2 separate regions of the Sus scrofa genome follow, and region 2 is linked to region 1. Evidence: chromatin contacts called from public Hi-C data. All regions are on one chromosome and are shown on one strand. Each heading gives the region's core, a stretch centred on a gene start, on an enhancer-like site or on the middle of the called end of the contact. The rest is flanking DNA. Distances are from core to core; before and after follow the strand shown. Region 1 holds the start of SNX2 (sorting nexin-2). Region 2 holds the start of SNX24 (sorting nexin-24).

Region 1 (4,133 bases), core at 305-2,804:
AAAACTTTCTGCTCCCAGTGTATTTTTAAAAAAATGATAATTCCTGTGCTGCTAAGTAAGTCTTGCACATAGCTGGTAGAACCCAGGCCTTCAAACTCCCAGGCCAATGAGGGCTGAGGGCTTGTATTTACTTTACTTGTAAAGAATCCCTGTTTAAAAAAACAAAAAAACAACAACAAAAAAAAAACGCGGGGGGGAGTTCTCATTGTGGCTCAGTGGGTTACAAACCCTGTTAGTATCCTAGAGGACACAGGTTCAATCCCTGGCCCCACTCAATGGGTTAAGGATCCAGTGTGGCTGTGAACTATGGTGTATGTTGCAGACTCAGCTTGGATCTGGCTTTGCTGTGGCTGTGGTGTAGACTGGCAGCTGCAGCTCCAATTAGATCCCTAGCACCTGGGAACTTCCATATACTGCAGGTTTGGCCCTTAAAAAGCCAAAAAAAAAAAAAAAAAGAGAGAGAGAGAGAGAGAGAAAGAGAGAGATCCCTGTGAAGCCTTCTTCTCCAGCAAACTTAAAACTTCAGGTTGCTATCTGCTATGCCCCCTTTCAATTTTCTAAGAATATACCTTGCATTGGCATAGCACTCTTTATCTTTCTGAAGACTTTCACGTATTTTCTCATTTGAGCTTGACAAAAATCCTATGCAATGAAATGAGTAAGGTAACATTCCCATTTAAATAAAGAAATTTAAGCTGAAATTCTCCAGGAGACCCTCCCACAGTGATGATCTAGTAATTGCCAGAAGGAACCAAGTACGGTACTCTTACCAATCATCCACTGATTTTTCCTAATTGTCATTCTTCCAGCCTTTCTGACTCTTACTTTGTTGAGGAAAAATATTGTGTGGCTTGTGATGAAATTGGTTTCCAAACTGTCATTTTTCCAGCCTTTCTGACACTTTATTGAGGAAAAATACTGTATGGCTTGTAATGAAATTGGAATTGGAGTAAACTTCAGACAAGTTATTCAGGACGTTTTTGTTATCTAGAGCTGCATTGTCCAATAGGTAGCCTCTAACCACATGTGACTATATTTAAGGTAATTAAAATTAAATACAATTTAAAATTCAGTTCCTCAGTCTGAATTAGATGTGAATTTAGTCACATTTCAATGATACAGAATAATTCCATCATGTCAGAAAGTTCTGTGGAACAGCCTAGAAGTTTAAGAGATGTCTCTCTGCCGCCAGTCCTGAATCTTGCGCCTTAGTCTGTGCATAATCCAAGCCCAAAGAGTGGTCTTCAAGTTCTTAATACTCCTAAAGGAGATTTTAAAACTGGTAATGACAACAGAAATCTTTTGGCCTAGCCTTGCTAAGAAGACGACGTGGTAACAAAACTCTTTAAGATTCTTCCACAAAAGTCAGTACTGCAGGCTGGCAGTGAGAAAGTGACCACCACCCAGATGTGGAGGTGGAAGGAGGGGCAAAGGGGCGGGGCTGCACGCCCCAACTCGGAGCGGGTGGCGTCACCGGGCAGGGGGCGGGGCCTCGCTCTGCTGGGCGGGGCCGCGTGAGGCTGGCTGGGGAGGCGGGGGAGCCTGGCGGCCGGCGCGCCAGCCCAGCCGTGCGTGCTCACGTGACAGGTCCGCGAGGTCCCGCTCGCGCAGTAGTCTGGGCGAGCGAAGATGGCGGCCGAGAGGGAACCTCCTCCACTGGGGGACGGGAAACCCACCGACTTTGAGGAGCTGGAGGACGGAGAGGACCTGTTCACCAGCACTGTCTCCACTCTAGAGGTGAGCCTGCGTTGCTGTGGGTGCCGCGCTCCGCCCCCGCCGCGCGTCTCACCTTTAGGTGCCTTTGCCCTGCCCTGACTTGTCTTTCCCCACCCCCCGGTTTGCAAGGACCTGGTTGGGGCGACACCTGTGACCCGGGCCCCACCTCGGGTACCTGTCAATAGGCTCGAGTTGGCTTGGCCCCTAGGCCTCCTTACGAGAGCAGTCTGCGGGCCGGGGCCAGCCTAATCCCCAAAGGGGCCAGGACCGGACGGAGCATCGGAGTGTCCTTTCCCCGCTGGCCCTCCTCAGTGTCACTTGCACCTCCTTTTACAGAGCAGAGAAGGTCTTGCCCTGGGTCCCAACAAACCTCACCATGCTGTTGGGCGACCTCCGCAGCTCCTTTAAAGGGGTGCTTGCTTTTTCCTTCCCAAGGGAGGGTGTGCCTCTGAAAGGGGAGAGCAGAGTACAGAATGCCGAGTGTCCTAGGCGCTGTAGGGAGCGCATGAATGCACTTTTCCCGATCCTGTCCCTTCGTGGCCCCTAGTTCCCTTTGAGGGAGGGGCTTCTGTTTTGGCGTGTTAATACGTACCTGCGTTTGACCGATTTTGTTTGTCTTCTTAAGTTTCTAGGCTTTCAAAGGGCCATAGTATTGATAAAATATAAAGTTAAGAGTCCAGGAAACTCCTGTGGGCTGGGGGAGGTTGGTTTTTTTTTTTAATTTACCAGGGGAGAAATGAAAACAGATCTTCACTCCTTTTTCCTCTTTTCTCGCATGATCAGCGATCTCTGAAGCTAAATGTTCCTGTTTTTGTCAAAGGAAACGCCCTCGATGAACTTAACTGTATTGGGCCTCCTGTATCAAGTTCATGTTTGAATTGCTTTGCTTTTGTTGAGAGCACACACACCTCATAGCCCAACTTTAAGTATGTATATGTGTATTAAAATATAAGCAAATTTCCCAGAAAATTGTTTACTTTGGGCTATAATTCCTTATAAAGTGCTTTTTAGTAAGCTTTCCTAGCTTGTTCAACTATGCACGAAATCAGTTGGGAAATTACAGTAAAATATCCTTTATTTGACGTTCAGTTACCTGAAACTGGGAACTTCGGGTACTGTTTTCAGTACTGACCACATTCTTCTAATTGTATATGCAAGTTCCTGGCCAAGCCCCACTTCTCAAGATTGTGTGCTTCTTGGGGCTAGGGATAGTGCTTTGATCATCCTTGTGTTCCTCACAAAATTTTGAACATTTGCATTTAGCAAATGTTTGCTGAATTGTCTAAACCAACATCTCTTGGGAATTGGTAAAAATTGTCTTGCATGTGAATTGCCTTTTGAGGTTAATATCCTTTTAGTCCTTTGTATACACTCTGCAGCCTACCTTAAAGTGTACTGAAGGTTAGTGTCTATGTTGGATCCTAAGACCTGTATTTCCTGTGAGGGGCTACAAAGGTTTTCCACCAGCAAGGATCAGAAAAAACTTAATTGACATAGTGTAAGCTAGCATGTTGTGAACACTTAAGCATTCTTTTTAATTAAGGTCTTGGAAAGTTGAGTAAAATGAACTATAATTTATTTTTCCCATTTAGATGGGACTTTTTAATAAGATATTTGACTTTTTCAGTAAAAATCTACAGAATTGTGGGTGTGAATAAATTTGTTTTGCTTAGTGCATTAAGAACTTTTTTTTTAAAGTTTATTTTGATCATCTAAACCCTTTATTTCATGAGACTCATTCAGGGTCATTTTAAGGTAGTATAACTGAGAGTTAAGAAATTGAGAATTTTGTTTTGCTTTTCAAGCTATTTGGGGAAGAATATGGCAGTATTTATTAGTATACCAAAGCTGCTCTAAAGGAATGTTTTTCAGTATACTCACTTTTCTTTTGAACAGTGCTTCTCAAACTTCAGTGCTCAGGAAACACCATAGCATTCTTGTTTGAAATGCACATGCCTTTGCCTCACTATAATCTGGGTGTTTAATTAAGTGTTCTAGATTATGCTTTTCAGACTTTTTATCTAAGTTACCTAGAGATCTTGTTAAAGTGCAAATTATGATTCTGGAGGGCTGGGATAAGCCAATATTCTGCATTTTTAACAAACTTTTCTTAATGACATTGCTTCTTGTCCGTTGACAATAATGAGTTGCAAAGCCAAAGGTGATTCTGATACAGATCATCTGCATTGAATAGTTATTACCTAAGCTGTAAATTGTAAGAAAGACATACAAATTAATGTCTTTATGTTTTTTTTTAAAAAAGTAAGTCATAGTTTTAAAAATGATATTATTCAGGAGTTTCTACTGTGGCGAAGTGAAAATGAATCCAACTAGTATCCAGGAGGCCACTGATGGAGAAGGATGCAGGGATGTGCGTGGAGCAGGCACAGGTTTCATCCTTGGCCTCGCTAACTGGG
Region 2 (4,284 bases), core at 97-2,596, 77 kb after region 1:
AGGGGTGTGTTTAGAGGTGGCTCTGGGCTCAGGATGACCTTAGGCAATCTGTCAGCTGATATGGCTCTATTCCCACTTCATTGGTTGTTTGACCTGAGGCTTCCCAAAACTGGAGCCTGTAGGCTGTTGGATAAAGCCAGGTCTCATTTCCAAAATGGTGACCTCTGGGGGAGTTCACCTCAATGATTATTCCCTGGGGCCTCTGCAACTAGTGTCCTGCCCCCAGAGTGAGCCATAGCCAACCTTTGCCTCCTTAGGGGACATTCCAAGACCCACAGGTAGGTCTGTCCAGATTCCTACGGAGTCACTGCTCTGCCCTGGGGCCCAGCACAGGAGAAACCTTGTGTGCACCCTCCAAGAGTGGTGTCTCTGTTTCCCCGGGCCCTGTGGTGCCCTTCAAAGCCAAATGCTCTAGGGGCTCCTCCTCCCTATACCAAACCCCCAGGCTGGGGAGCCTGACATGGGGCTCGGAACTCTTACTCCTGTGCGAGGATCTCTGTAATACAATTATTTTCCAGTTTATGAGTCAACCACCAGTGGGTATGGGATGTGATTATACTGCAAAATCACTCCTCCTACCATCTCATTTTAGCTTCTTCTTTGTCCTTGGGTGTAGAGTATCTTTTTTTTGGTAGGTTCCAGTCTTCTTTGTTGATGGTTGTTCAGCAGTTAGTTGTGAGTTTAGTGTTTTCATGATCGAAGGTGAGCTCAAGCCTTTCTACTCTGCCATCTTGTCTCCTTGCCTCATCAGTCCATGGAATGTTAGTGGGCGGGAAGTGAGAGGAGAGTGTCATCTGTGGGATCTGGCTTAGGCTCTGACTTTCTCCTCAGATGCTGCTTGTCCTTGGAGAGTAAGTAGACAAACTGAGCAGATCTGAACTCAATTTGGTCTGCAGCACATCCACCCTCAGCTGAATTCCTTCTTTTCTTGTTTACTCTGAGACACTTCTTTAAAGGGAAGTGACAATTTTTTTAGGCTTATTCTTTGGTGGTTGTTGGGCTGAACCCCACAGGCCTGAAAAGACTCTACTTGCCCAGCTTTAAGAATGAAGAAAGAGGAGTTCCCGTCGTGGCGCAGTGGTTAACGAATCCGACTAGGAACTATGAGGTTGCGGGTTCGGTCCCTGCCCTTGCTCAGTGGGTTAACGATCCGGCGTTGCCGTGAGCTGTGGTGTAGGCCGAAGACGCGGCTCGGATCCCGTGTTGCTGTGGCTCTGGCGTAGGCCGGCGGCTACAGCTCCTATTCGACGCCTAGCCTGGGAACCTCCATATGCCGCGGGAGCGGCCCAAAGAAATAGCAAAAAGGCAAAAAAAAAAAAAAAAAAAAAAAAAAAAAATGAAGAAAGAGCCCAGAGTCAGCGACAGAGACAGTGGTGTCTGATGGATGGGGACATTTACATGTCTGAAGCAAGGTCCTGGTATGACAGCTCATCATGTGGGGCAGACATCAGGGCAGGACATGGCAGCAATCTTCCCTCTCAACTTCTTCTTCTTCTTTTTCTTTTTTGGCCACCCCACAGCATAGGGAGTTCCTGGGCCAGGGATCAGATCCAAGCCACAGTCGTGACCAATGCTGCAGCTGTAGCAAACACTGGATCCTTTAATCCACTGTGCTGGGCTGGGGATGGAACCTGTGTCCTGGCACTGCAGAGACTCCACTCATAATGTCACACCACAGTGGGAACTCCTCAACTTCTTATGTATGTATTTGTCATGTATTTTTCTTAATGTTCTGAGAAGACAGCTGACCTGTCACAGATTGTAGAGTCATACTAAAAGATATGTAAGAGCATCGGGATAATACATTTGCCATGTTCTCTCACTGCAGTGCCATTCTTCTTTCCTTTATAGTGGTTGCCCACAGAACGTGATTAGAAATTTAGCTCTTCTAATTATTAGCCTGTAATTTCATAGCTATTTATCCTCTCTGAGCTTTAATTATGCCATCTGAAATAACCAAAATTATAACAATTATAGCTGAACTGCAAGACCCTCAAGAACATACCCGCATATTGAGGGCTTGCATATATTTTCAGCAAAGCAAAATTAAATTATACACAGTTAGTAAAATACAGCAAAAAAAAAAAAAGGGGGGGGGAGGATTCATTTGGACCACCTGTCAGATTTTTTTGGACTGATACATTTCTAACTTTTAACTCTAATGGGTAAATAGGTGAGCCATGCCAGATAAAAATATATATGTCAGGCTACTAGTAGTAGGCTGTTATCGTTTGTGCTATTGTATAAAAAGTATAATAAAAGCTTGATCAGTAATCTGTAGCTCAAAGCCCGAGGGGCAAATCTCAGCCCTCATCTTCCCCTCCCCCTTCTCTTTTCTCTTACAGGTAAAAAGATCTGTGTAGTTACTTAGACGCAGCATTTTAGAACTGAAGCAAGAAACCGGACTGTTTATCTCAGTGAGCCGCCGACCTTCGGGCTATGCATTAGAGCATGATTCCCAGGTTCGACAGCGAAGCAAAGCAAGGCACTGACCCTGGAATCGAAGGGAAACAGAAAAGTCTTCGTAAAAGTCGTGCAGGGTTCACGGCTCTTCATGGCAGCCGAGGGCTAAAAGGAAAATTTAACCAAAACAAAATCAAGAAGCTCTTCTACTCCTTGGCGTCTTGCAGTCTGTTCAGGGTGGTGTCTGGCAAACTGCAAATCCAGTGCACACTGGAGCCTCAAGGGCAGGGAGCGCCGGGGTGCGGCCCTGTCCCTGGCGCCCGACCGCAGTGGAGCGCACACCCCTTTTTTGCAGACTCACAGGTTTCCAGGCCCCGCCTCCTCTGGGCACTGCTGATCGCCGCGCTTTGGGCCCGGAATCCAGACGTCCAGAGCCCTACGCCCTCGGTTCCCCACACTGGGCTCCAGGCGGGGCCCTCCTAGAGCGCTGCGAGCGGCGGGGTCCGCAGAGGATCCGGGTCGGAGCCACGTAGCCTCCAGCTCCGTGGGGCTCGGGAAGGGAGGCGGGGCGGCCGGGCCGGGGGCGGAGTCGCGGCCGCGGCCGCCGCCGTGAGCCCGCCCCCTGCTCGCCCTCCCGGGCTAGCTGGCGCGGCCATGGAGGTCTACATCCCGTCCTTTCGCTACGAGGAGAGTGACCTGGAGCGGGGATACACGGTAGGCGCCGGCTGAGGCCGGAGAGGGCCCCGCGAGCCGGGCCTGCAGCTGCTGAGCCTCCGAGGTGCCTTCGGCCGCCGCCGCTGCCCCTGCGCGGGGTGGGGTGGGGGGTTCCCTCGCTCCCTTCCTTTCCCTTCCCCTCCCCCGGTCCTTTGGTATGGCTGCGCCCAGGAGTGGTTGTCAAGGAAACGGGCGCCCTCCTCCCTGGCGCTGGGTGCCGGGGTTTGGTCGCTTCCCCCTCCCAACCCCGCTCCCGGCCTCCCAGCAGGATCGCCGGGAGTCGAGTCCTTGGACGAGGTGCTAGGCACTCTCCCCGGCGCTTGCCCTCTGGAGCCCGGGATGGGCTGCGCTCGTTTCTGGCATAGCTGCCCCCTCTGTCCAGACAGAAGTGGCGTCGCGGTGGTTTGATGTTACGTTCCAAGTTCTGTAGGATTCATTCAGATGGAAAATATGCGCATTGAATAAATTATTCATTTGTGAATTTATTAGCCAAAGTGAACACATGTGTTGCATTTAGATGATTTCCAAAGTTTTATTTGTTTGGTTGTTTCTTTTTTCCTGGTTCTGTAGTGCCCTGAAATGGTAAAATCACGTACTCCCTGAGCACCTGTTCCATACCTAGAACTGAAGTTTGGCAGGAAATGAGAAACAGGGCCCCTTTTCTCAAGAATAGAGTCCCGGAGGGCAGAGACCAGGGCCTGGGACCTTTGGGTAATAAATTTAATAATGAACTGTACTGAAGTTGATTTCCCAATGAACTTAGACATCCTTATCTAGACATTTTTATCATTGCTATGGGGAGAAATGCCTCAGCCTGGGTAGACCTTGGAAAAATTTATTTCCATTTAAAGAACATGTATGTTTTGGAGAAGATCGCATGGGACGTCCTAAAGGATAGTTTATTTTCTTCACTTTTAATTCACTCACTTGCTAAACTCCAGTTACATTAGTTTGGCGTAAAAGTATTTTAACCCTTCTCATCCCTAAAAATTATTGGGTTTTGGTGACAGCTTATTTGGAAACTTGTGTTTTCATAGCATGGATTAAATCCGCCTCTCAAAGGAATTTTTAGAGTTAAGAGTAGTGATTGAAAAAAAAAAAATCCGAGGAGTAAGTGGGTTTCTAGAACTAAGTAGGCTCCTGGGTCCAAGTATGTAAAGTAAGTAC

What was found. A called contact is a pair of places that touch in the nucleus more often than the background predicts.
Region 2: a Hi-C map of skeletal muscle shows a contact between it and region 1, with 2.8 times the contacts expected there. The contact joins the promoter of SNX24 here to the promoter of SNX2 in region 1. A contact is called at or near these places in 1 of 5 promoter capture datasets (liver), 5 of 47 Hi-C or Micro-C datasets (heart right ventricle, liver and skeletal muscle) and 2 of 2 datasets of contacts at active chromatin or transcription factors (alveolar macrophages and skeletal muscle).

What each region holds. Positions count from the first base shown.
Region 1 is chr2:126,269,659-126,273,791 of Sscrofa11.1, forward strand. SNX2 (sorting nexin-2) reads left to right here and starts at 1,555. Exons shown (of 16, transcript XM_021084682.1): 1 at 1,555-1,737. The coding sequence starts at 1,630.
Region 2 is chr2:126,346,934-126,351,217 of Sscrofa11.1, forward strand. It overlaps SNX24 (sorting nexin-24), which reads left to right and starts at 1,347. Exons shown (of 7, transcript XM_005652942.3): 1 at 1,347-3,117. The coding sequence starts at 3,058.